Linked DNA regions of Muntiacus reevesi: region 2 is linked to region 1. A link is a contact called in public Hi-C data. All regions are on one chromosome and are shown on one strand. Each heading gives the region's core, a stretch centred on a gene start, on an enhancer-like site or on the middle of the called end of the contact. The rest is flanking DNA. Distances are from core to core; before and after follow the strand shown. Region 1 holds the start of UBAP1 (ubiquitin associated protein 1). Region 2 holds the start of NUDT2 (nudix hydrolase 2).

Region 1 (7,201 bases), core at 3,998-6,497:
TATAATGAAAGCCTGGTGGATGTTTTATATTTCAACGTGATCTTCGCCAGGATCAGGACATCCAACTCCCTAGAAGAATAGTTCTTCTCATGAAAAGAAAAAAGTTTTTAAGAGGTTTTAATACACAAAAGAGAAATTCAAATCCCTCAAGATTTTAATAAAAATAACCTAAGAGGTAAGAGTTTAATGTAGACAGGATACAGAGGCTAAAGAAGTGGGCAGACAGTTTAAAAAACAAAATAGAAAAACTATATCCTCCATCACGTATGTTCTAGCTGATTTGCAATTTTCATCATAACTTTTTTTGGTCATGCTGCATGACTTGCAGGATCTTAGCTTCCTGACAGGGATTGAATCTGAGCCCTCAGCAGTGAAAGCACAGAGTCCTAACCACTGGACTACCAGGGAATTTCCCGTCATAAATCATAACTTTAAACAGTTTCTCCAATACTAAGAAGAGTTATTTCATTCTTTTAAAAGTATCCAATGAAATTTAAATACCATAAACACATGATACTAATCCCACCTCCCCAAAAAATACCCCCCACATATAAACAACTCGTTAACTGTGAAAATGTACATATTTCTTTTTATTTAACCATGTAATTACATTCCACCTAATTATATAATACTATATTACTTGAAAATAAAGACAAAAAAACTCTTCCAAAATGTTTCCAAATCAGCCCTTTGACAATTCACAATTATTCTTGATAAAACCCAACACCAGACAGACTAGACATCAAAAAATCTTTCTGAACATACTTTAGTAGAAATCCCAACTGCTCAGAAAAAGTGACTCATTATTAGTTATCCACACAAGAAAACTCACTGTCAAACCACATGGTTAACATTTAGTAAAACATATGTGTTCACTAAGTTGCTTCAGTCGTGTCCGACTCTCTGCGACCCTACGGACTCTAATCGGCCAGGCTCCTCTGTCCATGGGATTCTCCAGGCAAGAATACTGGAGTGGGTTGCTATGCTCTCCTGCAGGGGATCTTCCCAACCCAGGGACTAAACCCGACTCTCTTACATCTACTGCATTGGCAGGCAGGTTCTTTACCATGAGCGGCACCTAGGAATCCCAATAAAATGTATACATCATTCACAAACTTGTTAAGTTTCCCAGCTTGGGGAAATACATATAACCTGTGTGTACAATTCAGGTTGCTTTTAAAACCCTTTTAAAACCCTCTGGCCTGGGACTTCCCTTGCGGTCCAGCAGTTAGGATACCGAGCTTCCACTAGAGAGGGCATGGGTTCAATCCCTGATCAGGGAACTAATATCCTCCATGCCACACGGCCAAATAAATATTTTTAAAATCAAAAACAATTTTTAAAAAACCCTCTGGTTCTTAAAACTCCAAATACAATACGAGCACAACTCCTGAGAAGCTGGCCTTTCTCATCAAGCAAATATTGGTACTAAATGTCAGATTAGATGCCACATGACACATAAACTTTAGTACTTATTAAAATAACATGCAAATAAAATAAAACAAAATAAAATAAAATAACATGCCTAGCAGAAGAGGATTTCCTAAATATGACACAAAAAGCATAAGTCTGGAAAGTTCATTCAGTTCATTAAAACCATGAACTTTTCTCATCATAAGACTATGAAGAGATGGTAAGACAAGTTATAAACTGGGAAAGAATACTTTCAAACCATAAATTAACAAATAATTAGTGTACAAAATATATAAAGAACTCTTAAAAATCAATCAGGAAAAAAAAGAAGACTCAAAAATAGGCAGAGAACTTGAACATATGTATCACAAAGATACAAATGGCTAATGGACATACAAAAAAGATGCTCAACTTCAGGAAATGCTAATAAAACACAATAGATACTCTTTCAAACCCAAAAGATTAGAAAAAAATTTAAAAGTCTGACAATATTAAGTGTTGGGGAGGAAGTGAAGCAACCAGAACACACACTGCTGGCTCTTGACTCAGCAAACCACAAGATTCACAAATACCATAAACCAACTCAGTGACTCAAACACTGGAAGTGTTTAGTAAGCATTAAGCAACTGACAATGACCAATCCAAAATTCTGAGAACACAAGTGGATTACTGCCAAATACAAATTTCGGTCCTTGATGAACCAGGTCTGACCTGACTCAGCAATTACAATTATAAAAACCTTTAGTCCTTTATCCAGTTTATACAGTTCATTTTGTTAAGTACAAAATATTCAGGTATTTATTTCCTCCTAGAACTGATGACATCTTAAGTGACTAAAGCTGTAATGAACTATTTATCATTCCGGTTATGCTATTTCAATGAGAACAAGTAGTTTCAAATGGCATTACTTTTAAAACTCACGCTTATAGTTTAAATTTACTTCATAGGAAGTGGAGTGGCCCTGTGACCATGTAAGAGGGGCAAAATGATGTAACAGATAAGAATAAGGGCACTGAAATTGGATGAATTTAGAAAAGTAACCTTGGTTTAAGTTACTCAACTTTTCTGATCCTCAGCTTCCTCAACACCTAAAAAGCAAGCCTATCTTTGCCTACACAAACAGATCCTATGAATAAAAGTGAGATAATGTAAAGTGTTTACGATGCCTAGCTCATTAATACAGACCCAAGGTTAGCCCCATTCCCTTTGTAAATCTAGCTCTCACCTAAAATTTTTGAAATCTGAAATGTTAACTCTCAATTCATAGGAAAATAATATTCTTACATTCAAATTATTTTCAAATATTACAAGATTGTGTGCTATGAAAAGCAACACCCTGATTACATCTTTCTCTACTGAAAGCTCTTTTCCTATAAGAAATTAGATCCTGGAAAAGAGGACAGATTTTCAGTTATCGTCATGACACAGAAGTAAGGATTCTCATGCTATGTGGGAAACTAAATCCAATTGATTTCCAAGCTTCAATTCAAGGTTTTCTTGATTCTAAGAAGCTTATTTAATACTTAATGGTGGAGGCTGCTGTTTAGTCACTAAGCTGTGTCCGATCCTTTTGCAACCTCCTGGACTAGCTCTTTAGGCTCCTCTGTCCACAGAATTTCCTGGGCAAGAATACTGGAGTGGGTTGCCGTTTTCTTCTCCAGGGGATCTACCCCACCCAGGGATCAAACTGGAGCCTCCTGCACTGGCAGGCAGATTCCCTGGGCCACCAGGGAAGCCCTAATACTTACAGTACTGCATGCTAACTTTTGCATTTCTTGAGAAAGGCTATCTGAAGAAAACTACCTGTAACAATGACCTGATAGTAGCTTGTTTTTGGCTTTGGTTAGTCTGTGGGAAAAATGGTTATGCTTAAAATAATTTACATATGGAAAAAACCTCAAACATTCAACAATATAATAACAGGAAAAATGTATAATACTGACAACCACACTCTACAGTAATGAAGATACATTTATAAAATACTGAAAAAATTCAGAGAAATTTGAATTAAACTTCACTGAATTAAACTTCATTAATCCTCATTTTAAATACCTTACCATAGTTGAGATAGGAAAGAAAAGTCGCACAAGATAAAGTGATATTTGCCAAGAAATGGGAACTAACAACTACTGATGAGAACGCATCACAGACCTAATTACAATCGTATCAGGATACTGTCTTCTTCAAAAGAAAAAGAAAAGCTTTCAGATATACAAAAAATATGTCATGATTAAAAAAAAAAGTATGTCATGATGAAATATTGAGCCAAATACTACACAAAGGAAAAATTCAGGAAGTTCTTATATTTACATAATTTTCTTCCTTAGTCTTCATTTCCAAAAAACATTATTTCTTCCAATGAAGCTGTACAGTGATACAGTCTCACTAGAGAAACATTAATTTTCCCATTTCCATAATTATGACTTATTAATGCAACACAAAGTAGACAGTAATAAACAATGAATAAATAAGTCACAGAATGAATAGGATGGATTAGAAACACAACTTTAATTTATAAAAACCTACTATAAAAACACACCAAAAAAATCCTACTTTATAAAGTAGGTTAATGTAGACAAAGGAATTCTTTTAGACCTTGGACATTTTACATTCTTTGCTACAAAATAATACAGAAACTTTCAGTTTAACTTATAGTTTGGGACACTTACAAGAACTGGCTCTATCACTGAAGACTAAGTGCCCTGTTTTTCTTATCATCAAATCTGGCAAAATTCTAAAGAAAAATACCCATCATATCTACCCAAATTCTAAAATACTAATAACTAGAACTGAGCAAAGAAGCCCTATTAAGTGGAGTTAGAACAAACACTACTTAACAGATAACTACCAAATCTGTTTTTGCAACACTCCATGGAGTCTAAAAACTCTCAAAAATTTATCTCACTTTAATATAAAATGTATTTTTATGGCCAGCCACACTTTAAACAAGAACACGTAGAGACAATACAAAGGTCAGAGATAACTATTAGAGATCAAATAAATGAACTATAACTTCATGTTTCACACGAACGATTAGGAACTGTTTCTGACCCCCAGGTGGACTGGACAGATAAGGCTCTACCCAAGAAACAAACAAAAGCAGCAAGACTAACACCTGGAGAAGACCCAGCGATGTCGAATAGATCCCCAAAGATCACTCGCCCCGAGTCTGGTCTCCTCCCTTTCCCCCTAATCTCATCGCCTCAGAGAAAACTAAATCTGTATCTCAGGTCCGCAGCTCACCCTCAACTCCCCATGTCTCACCTTTACAAAAACCTACGTCCCTCTCCCCGACATCCTCTATTTCCCACGGAGCTCTCGTTCCAGACAGCTACGTACTGCGCCTATTTTCCAGCAGAACATTAGTTCCCTTAATCCGAACTCACTTATTTTTCCGCATCCCATCTGCCCTCCGCCCCTTCAATGCTGGTCCCCTCACCCTGTCCCTTCTCCCAGAATCCTTCCCAAGTTACCCATCTCTGGCCCCCCGGCCCTCACACCCCCTGAGCTGCAGCTCCACCATTCCACTCAAGTCTCCAGCTTCCTCCCCGTCCCTCCCCCAGCCGTCTCCCGGTACCGGCTCCCTCTCCCAACTCCGCCCCTCTCCTCCCTCCCCCAGCGAGGCCCCCTCACCTGAATGCTGCAGCCGCCGTGCCAGAAGCCGAAAGGTGCTGCCGCCGACCGGCCTCCCTGGCTCGGTCCCTGCTGAGCTCCTGACGGCCCCTAGGGAGAGCGAACACTACCACCTCCAACTCTGCCCGCCCCGGGCCAGACCGTCACCGTAGTCACCGCCAGTACCACAGCCGCCATGTTGAAGTCCCACTTCCCTCCTCCTTCCCCTCACCGCTCCTCCCCTTTGGACGTCTGACGTCGTGGCGCCGCGCCCCACCCCTCGAGCCAATGGGAGGAGTCATGGTGACGTAGCTAATTTCCCCTAGGAGCCAACATCTGGTCGTGTCTGCAGGGCTGCAATTGGAACGAGTGAACCCGGCTGACTGGAGGGTTGGAGAAAAGCTGCGGGGGTCACCAAGAGGGTAATGCGTAGGGGTTGGAAGAGCCTCCCAGGAGGAAGCCCGCGATTCCTGAATCTCAAAGAGAAGCGCAAAGGCTTTCCAAGGGGACCTACTTAGAAATCAGAATGTCTGACTTCAGGTCCTGAGTCATGGACTTTCTGGGCCTCACTTTCCCAATTTATAGATTGTAAGGGATCAGAATCCTATAAGGCCTTTTCAGAACAGACCTCCAACCATGTCCTCCTCCTGCCTTTTGTCTGTAGAAAAATTTAGTCAAGGAATAAATTTAATCAGACAAGTGCAAAAAAGAAAGAAAGGAAAACAGTTAAGCATTACAAAGCAATACTTTAGCCATTAAACGAAGTTGAGGACCTTTAGTTCTTCCTCAAGGACTATAGAAAATATTCTGAGCTGTGTCATTTAAGCTGTCTGAATGCAGATACTGAAGCCCCTACCCCCGCTCCTCGACCCGCACCACCACCACCACCACCACCACCGAGTGGAAGAAGTTAATTATAGGCAAGCAAAAAGGAAATGGCAACCCACTCCACTCTTCTTGCCTGGAGAATCCCATGGACAGAGGAGCCTAGCAGGCCATGGTCCATGGGGTCGCAGACAGTCAGATGCAACTGAAGCGTCTAAGCACACATGCAAGCACATAGACCCCAAACAAGTTGGAATCAAAAGGTTTTGATTACCTCACCACCATCCAATCATAAGAATTCCCAGAAGCTGACCACACCCTGCTTCTTGAACACTATAAAACTCCTTACTATCCCCACCAACGTGGGACACACAATCTTGAGGGCATAAGCCCACTGTGCCCCTTTTGCCTGGCAAAGCAATAAAGCTGTTATTTTCTACTTCATCCAGAACTCTGTCTCCATGTTTCTGTTAGGCACTAGTGAACAGAGGCCAAATTTCAGCAACAAAATGAATGGGTTGAAAGGTGACCTCTAATAAATCTTCCTCCAATTCTGACATTCAATGGGTTTTACACCAGGCAATCCAGTCCCAAACCTTTACTTCCTTCTGTTTCCTAGAATCAGGTGCCTGGATGTTCACAACTGAATGGATAAATCTATGTTCCAAAAAGTTCCTAGTTGGTGGGAGAAATACAAGCATAAACAGTAACTCTAGAAAAAGAGTGATGAAAAAAAAAAAGAAAGAAAAAGAGTGATGGTGGCTTCAGTTGCTCTGGAAAAAAAATGAGTTTTAGCTAAAGGATTAGGAAAGATTTACATCTCTACACTTTCTTGATTCTACAGGTAAAGAATGTATTCATTCTGGTATCTTATTCTCTAGCCCAATTTTCTCTCTGGAACTCCAGAGCAGGTAATTGTGTTTTGAAGTGCAGCAGTGTGGTTTTTTTTTTTTTTTTTTTTTTTTTTTGAATGCAGCAGTTTTAATGAGAGAAGGTGGGTATTCCAGAAGGGGGGCAGTCAAAATGAACAGAGTATTCTCTGTTCCTATTGGAAATCATCAATTCTGAACAACTTACCTACTTAATTCAAACACAGCCACAGAAGGTTTGTAGAAAGAGCAGTGATCTGAGCAAATCTCCTCAACAGGAGAATTGAAATGGTAGCAGTGAATAAAACGGATTGGAGACTACCAGGTAGACTTCTTTGAGTCCCTGCATGCTCAGTCGTGTCCAACTCATTTGCAATCCCATGGACTATAGCCTCCAGGCTCCTCTGTCCATAGCATTTTCCAGGCAAAATTACTGGAGTGGGTTGCCATTTCCTTCTCTAGGGGATCTTCTCAACCCACGG
Region 2 (7,092 bases), core at 3,778-6,277, 130 kb before region 1:
AGAAAGGCAGAACTCCTGTTCGTCCTCCAATCACTTGGCTTGAGCCAGCTGAACTCTACAGTTTCTCCTTCCTTCCCCATCCATGCAACCATCTCCTTATCCTTTCAGCAACAACTCAGATGTCACCTCTTCTGTGAAGCCTTCTGGCTTCTAATCCCTCCATCTTCTGGGCCTTTAACATGGCCTGAATAATCTACTACTGTCATGTTTGATAAGAGAAACAGAATACTATAAGAATTCAGAGTAGGGAACAGACCTTGTCCAATCAGGAAGTTGATGGAGAAACCCATGCACCTCTGTCACCTCCACATCTGGTGTTAGGCCTGAAGTCTCTGTAAGCTGGTGAGGCCAGCAGCTGGAAAGGAAAGCTGACTGTGAAGTAGAAGACTTCTGTCCACTGTCTCCAAGCTCATTGACTCGGGTGACTTGCAGGAGAAGCTGGAGCCCTTTGCCACAGAGCTGAGCATACACCCAACCCGGGACTTGGAGCAGCTGAAGGAGGTGATGCAGTAGGAATTGGGGAGCTGCAGGCCTGCGTGCTGTCCTGCACCCTAAAGTGAGCCAGCAGATCAGAGTGTCCAGAGGTATGTCCTGCTACCATGCCCGGGATCCGGCTCTGTCCTTCAGTGGACTGGCTGCTACTTCACTTCAGCCTTCCAAATCTTGCACAAAATTCTCCTGAGGTCAGCCCTAACCTGGAACTATCCAGGAAGGGACTCCTGGGAAACTCAGTTCCAGCTTAGCTACATGGACATGGCACAAAGTCATCACAAGCACGCACATCTAGTATGGTAAATCTCTGCACCTCTGGCAGGTAACAGCCAGACTGTGAGCTGTCTCCTGGGACCCAGCACAGCAGCTCTCAACAGATGTTCACTGACTCAACAGAACTATCTCCCCACCTCCCACTCAAACAAATGCTCAGGTTCTGTTCTGGGACTTTGGGAAATAGCCCAGTGTTTTCCTGAAGAGTGCCATTTACATAAAAGTCAATGGAGCTATTGTTGGAGGTTTTCTGTTTTTCTGGAGACCCGTGGAGCTGAAACTGTCCTGGGGTTTTAAAGTATCCAGATTTCTTTCTTCCTCTCTCTCTCTCACAGATACACATACACACACTCAAACACTGAGTGGATTCAAACCTCAGGGGGTTAAAGAACACACCATCTAATATGCAAATATGCCTGCAGCCAGATTTCGGAGGTGAGAACTCCAGGCTGACAGCAGGCAATTCACACTTCAGCAAAGTAGCAAAGTGCCTTAGGTGGTTTAAAAAAAACCTGAACAAAACCCCCTCAATGTCAGCAGAAGGTTCCAGAAGCTAAGGAAAAGTGCTCTTGGCTTTCTCTATAGATACAATTCCCTCACCGCCTAGGAGGTTGAGGACTTAGGTGGCAAAAAATAATTCACAGATAAATGCCTATACTGATGTGGTGCAATATTTTCATCAAATTAATCAGAGTGCTGTTGCAAGCAAGGCTCAACCACAGGAGCTGTCACAAATGTACCTTTAGAAAGAGCTCTCTAAATCCTCCTGCAACCTGTTCCTCATAGTCTAAAATCCCTCTAGCAGAAACAGTATTTCACCCCACCATGTTATCAAGAATCTACCCCATGCAATGTTTTTTATCTTTTATAATGCTCAAGACAACTCTTCACAATAAGCAGTTACCTCCAGTTTAAGATAAGGAAATTCAGATTCAAAATGTTTAAAATACTTGCCCAAACGCCTAACTGGTCTGTGAATGCTGAGATTTGAATCTAAGTAAAAGTGAAAGTATTAGTCACTCAGTGGTATCTGACTCTTTGCAACTTTACAGACTGTAGCCCTCCACGCTCTGTCCACGGAATTCTGCAGGCAAGAATACTGGAGTGGGTACCCATTCCCTTCTCCAGGGAATTTTCCCAACTCAGGGACCGAACTTGAGTCTCTTGCATTGCAGGCAGAATCTTTATCATCAGAGATACAGGGAAACCAAGTCTAACTCCAAAGTTTGTATTTTTTCCATTATACAGCTTTGCTTACCATGAAAGAGCAGGGCATAGGGCACAAGTGTCCTGAAAGAGGATACGAAAATGATTTATTAAATTGCTTCCAGTTCCAAAATTCCCACACTTTGATCTACATTCATATGGAGGATTTTAAAGATGTCTAACTGGAATCCTATTCACAGAAGTTTTAGTTGGAGGCTGACACAGATGAAGATCCTGTTGCCCAAAGACAACCCTGGAGGGGTAAAGTGTAGTCTGATGCCCCCAAACTTGGTCTCTCTGATAAAGGTTTCTATGCCTCTGCTTTTTTTTTTTTTTTTCTGGGAAGCTGGAGCCTATAACCACACGTTCAAAACCATACCCAGTAGCCGGAGGGTTCTCAAGCACCAAGTATTGGGGACATGCTTGATGCCAGCCTTGGACAAGCACACACGTAACTAACTTGGGGCACTCATGTCCTGGAAATTTGCCCAGGCTACTCCACTATGAGGAGGAAGGTCAACTCTGCCTACCCACAAGCAGCTAGCTATGTGACTGCTCAGCTTCTCTTCACATCGCACATCATGATGGTCGCTTCTCCAATTCTCCTAGTCCCTTCTTCCTTTTCGAAGAAGTGAACAGAAATAAGGCTCCCATCTTTGAATAAAGCAACAACAACAACAAAAAGATAAAACTAAAAAAGAAAGAAAAGAAAAACCCCCAACTACCATAAACTGATGAGCTGAGACAAAGAAAATGTTCCCTCAACCTCACCTTTACCTGGACATCTGCCACTCTCTGTTTCAAAGACTAAGCTGCTGAGTCATCTTGCTATCTTTGCTGTTTGGCTGAGGGAGGAAATGGGAGATTTCACCTGTAATGCCATGAATACTGGCTTCAAGGATGAAGTCAAAGTCAGACAAGGTTGGGACAAAAATCGTTTCTGGTGAAGGAGAACTGTTAAGTAGCCTATTAGTGCCATCTGCTGTACAATTTTTGCTTTCCAGCAAACATGGGGAATTCTAATACTAGAGCCTGAAAGGATTCCTTCTCTCATCTAATGTCTGTTGAGTGTGTCCCATTCGACAAGCAGTGTGACAGGACTGAAGAGTAGATAGGAAGCTGAATACTAGTGAAAGTGGAAGATATTTAAACAGACAAGTCACCAGATGTATTTTGTGCATCACAAAGGTATGTGTAAGATGTAAAGACAGCAAAGATGGAATGATTATCTTTAGGTCAAGGGGTACTTCCATAAGGGTTTTAAAGGATGACTAGGAGTTTGCTTGCTTGCTAAGTCACTTCAGTTGTGTCTGACTCTATGACACTATGGACTGTAGCTCTCCAGGCTCCCCTGTCCATGGGATTCTCCAGGCAAGAATACGGGAGTGGATTGCTATCTCCTCCTCCAGGGGATCTTCCCAACCCAGGGATTGAACCCCCTTCTCTTATGTCTCCTGCATTGGCAGGAGGGTGCTTTACCACCAGCGTCACCTGGGAGGCTTCCCTGGTGGCTTAAACGGTAAAGACTGCCTGTATTCCAAGTATTTTCATCCTTTCTCAGTCAAAAAGAGAATGCACAACACAGAAAAGCATGGCTGGCTTTGCAGTGAGAAAGACTTAGCTCCCTAATTCAACAGCATTTTATTTTGAGCAACACACTTCTCTAAGCCTCCTTTTCCAAATAAGGAAATACCAACCTACTATTAACAGTTGTTGCAGAGTTTAAAATAATGTATACCTAGGGTCTGACATATCAGAAGTACTAGATATATGTCACACTTAATCCCTGTAAAAAAAATCATCAGAAAGCTTCTCTGTTATGTTTTAATGACATGCTCTTAGCTTTCATTAATAGTTGAATAAAAAAATGACTTTTCATATTTTCTGCAAAACTGTCAGTGAACACACTGTTCATCACACCATGTACATCCCTGACAGCCCCACAAGATGTTTTAATATAGCTACTATGAAGAAATTTCACTCTTTCGAAGAACAGATTGTTTCCTTAATTATTAGTTATTTAACTGACAAGTTTTGAACTAAATTGGGCACTCAATTACAGTACAACTACTGGTTCCATTGGCTAATATATTTTCTTATTTCTAGTATGAAGATAATAGCTACCACTTTTGGAAGAGTTACTACTTGTCAGGCATTTTGCCAAGTGCTTTACCTTCATTATTTCACTTAATTTTCACAACAACCCCATGGGGCATTACTCCCCATTTTCAGAAGAGGAAAAAGAAAATTACAGCTCAGAGATGAGTCTGGATAGGGACTCAAAAGCAGATCTGCCTGACTCCTAACGTCAGTGCTCTCAACCTGGACTCGACACCAGCTACCTTTGGCTATTTGATTGTATTCAACTTCTTTAATGTAATTCATATATTTATTTATTTTTCCCCTTGAGAGATATAATAGATAAATAAGGTCCAAACTAGGCCACAAGGAAAAAAGAAGTTTTTAAGTAGTAAGGACTCTCCTGTGACTTTCTTTACTTCTGTTGTAACTGTCACGATAGTATCCATTCAATAAAGGAAGTAATTAGAAAATATAAAACCTCTCGTGGAAAGTAGACAGGGTTTAAAGAGTAACAAAGTTAAAACTGAGGCCCAAGGAAGGGAAGGTATGGCGCTAGGGTGGCTGGGCCCCACACCCGGTACTCTGGGTTTCCGACGACCTACCCGATCACCACTCGTCTCGGGACAAACAAGGCTCGCGGGGCCCCCAAAGGGTCTCCCTCCCTTCTCTCTGCAGCGGCTGGAGTCTGGCCTGCCCGCGCCCCACAGCCAGCTGGAGAAAGGCAAGTCCACTCCTGACCCTACAGCGACCGGAGGTTAGTCAGCTGCAGACTCATTGCTCCGAGCCTCAATTTCTCCGCGGAGAACTAAACCCATTAACCCCTCTTTAAAGCTACTCACCCCAAGTAGAAGGAGGCAAAAGGCGGACCTTGGGCGAAGACTGGCAGTCCGTCGACCAATCCCAAGAGCTGGGTTGCGCTTTGGCCGACCAACAGTTCGGGGCGGAAGGATTCTGGACCTCGCCTCAAAGGTGCGTTTCTCTCGCTTAGAACATCGCGAGATTTCCATTTCAGTGGAACGATTGGTTGAAGGGCGGAAAGTGAGAGTTACGCCCACCGTTTCATCGGGTTCCTGATTGGCCTTCTAGAAGAGAAGGCGGTCCACGTCCACGCGTTCCCTCGATGCTCATTGGTGGACGGTGTGGGACTGCCGGCGCGCGGGCGTCGGCGCGGGCGTTCGAACCGGCGCTTGGGGGCGTTGCCATGGGGATGAGGCCTGGCCGCAGGCTCCAGCTTGTGAGCTGAGAGGGCCCCAGTCGCCCGCCTTGAGGCTTTCTCCTCTCAGCGTTGTCTTCAGTCTTCAGACAAGGTTGACCGAGGAGGAATTTGGAAGCCTCCGAGGTGAGAAATGGCGGAAGAGAATCAAGGCGGGTTGGCCTGGTGGAGAGCCTTAGTGCCTGCCTCCGCCGGAGAGGGTGAGCAGGGCGCCAGCCGAGCGCGTGAAGAGGCGGGCAGTTGTAAAGGAAACCGGGAGCTGACGTCTCGCGGTCGGCCGTTCACCCGCTCGCCTACCCTTCTTCCCCACTTCTCCCGTGAAACTTTTTCTGAGTCTCGGAGTCTTGCTTTTGGACCCATAGCCCTGACTGGAACCTTTCTTAGAGTGCTTCTGTTCTGCCTTGGGTTATTTGTGTACTTCCGTGAACCGCGTTCTTCTCTCTTCTCCCATGTTATTCTGAAGTCTCTGAGGCAAGGCAAGCATCTTGCATGTTTCACACATTGTAGATTTTTCAGGAAATATTTGTTGAGCTGAATTTAAGTTACCACAAATAGATTGGATTCCTCTTTATGCCCTGCCCCGTTTTTCCTCCCTTACAGAGATTATTTTTTAATTTTTATAGAACTAGGAGGAGGGCATTCTAATCTCATATGCACAAGGACCTGGAAGTTCACCTTTCCTGGAAGTGGAAAGGTGTTGGCCTTTCCACTCTGTGTGAAATGGAGAACTTTTTGGTTGCTTACTGGAACTCTTCCTACCTTATGGCTTTTAGTCTTGGTCTTCCAGTTTGTATTGAACTTTCTCTTAGTGTTGCTTAAAACAAACCCTTCTGTTGTCGCAGTATGCCAAGAGACATGATCTCAGTTTCTTAGTGACCCACAGCTATTGTCACATTTTCAGTGTGTTTGGAAAACGTTTTATTTAAATCCTTTTCTCTTTTGTATTTGTATTCTGCTTGTAGTCTACTTGAGCACATATAACAGCTGCTCTGGTAGCCTTTCCATTTATCAGGTGTCCCTGATAGAATTGTATTACCAAGACTGTTGTTTCGTTTTTAACTCATAAGACTATATGTTGCTGTTATGCTTTGTTGATTCTTATATCAAAATCATAGCTCAATGCTGACTTTAATAAAAGGATTGAAAAAAGTTAGGTATAGCAGCTCTGTTCTTAATTACTTTCCTGGGAAAGTTTGAATAAAACCTTATAGTTAAGCCACAGACCTGTGACATGTAATGGAAACCCAGCTGGGGATTCAGAGTTTGGTCTTGGCTCTAACTCACTCACTATGGCTGGCTTTGCAGGTCATTTAGCTCTTTCAGATTTCTCTTTTTCCATGTGGAAAATCAAAAGGTTGAATTAGAAGTCCTGTGGTTCTATTATCAATTTAGTCAAGCAGTTGTTGGCAGGTAGCGATCACACACTCAGCCTTCCAAAGACCATACAGCTGGAGGTAGTTAATAGCTACCATTATTGAGCATTTACCCTGTGAAAATATACATTTTTCTTAGCATAGTACAGTATGTACTACCCACATACCACTTCATTAAAGACTTTTGGTTTCTGTTGTTAATGAAAATCTTTAACTATTCATAGTATGGCCTTGGGGCAAACTAGGGTATGGTTCTCTTATCTTCCAGTTGAGGAGGAATAGCAGTTTCTTTCTCTGGGCTCCACTTTTGTTGTTCGTAAAGTGAGTTGAAATATTCTTCTCAGATCTCTTCACTTTAACTGATTAATTAATCCAGTTTCCTGCGCTCGCTCAGCAAACCTATTCATAATTTGTTCAGAGTAGGTAGTCAACAGATTTTGTTAAATGAGTGAT

The links. Hi-C and Micro-C count contacts between places; a contact is called where the count stands out from the background.
Region 2: a contact with region 1 is called in a Hi-C map of muscle, with 6 times the contacts expected there. The contact joins the promoter of NUDT2 here to the promoter of UBAP1 in region 1. A contact is called at or near these places in 2 of 3 Hi-C or Micro-C datasets (blood and muscle).

Annotation. Positions count from the first base shown.
Region 1 is chr10:8,188,406-8,195,606 of mMunRee1.1, reverse strand. It overlaps UBAP1 (ubiquitin associated protein 1), which reads right to left and starts at 5,247. Exons shown (of 6, transcript XM_065901588.1): 1 at 5,047-5,247.
Region 2 is chr10:8,320,631-8,327,722 of mMunRee1.1, reverse strand. It overlaps NUDT2 (nudix hydrolase 2), which reads right to left and starts at 5,027. Exons shown (of 3, transcript XM_065947436.1): 1 at 4,893-5,027. KIF24 (kinesin family member 24) reads left to right here and starts at 5,265. Exons shown (of 14, transcript XM_065901583.1): 1 at 5,265-5,392.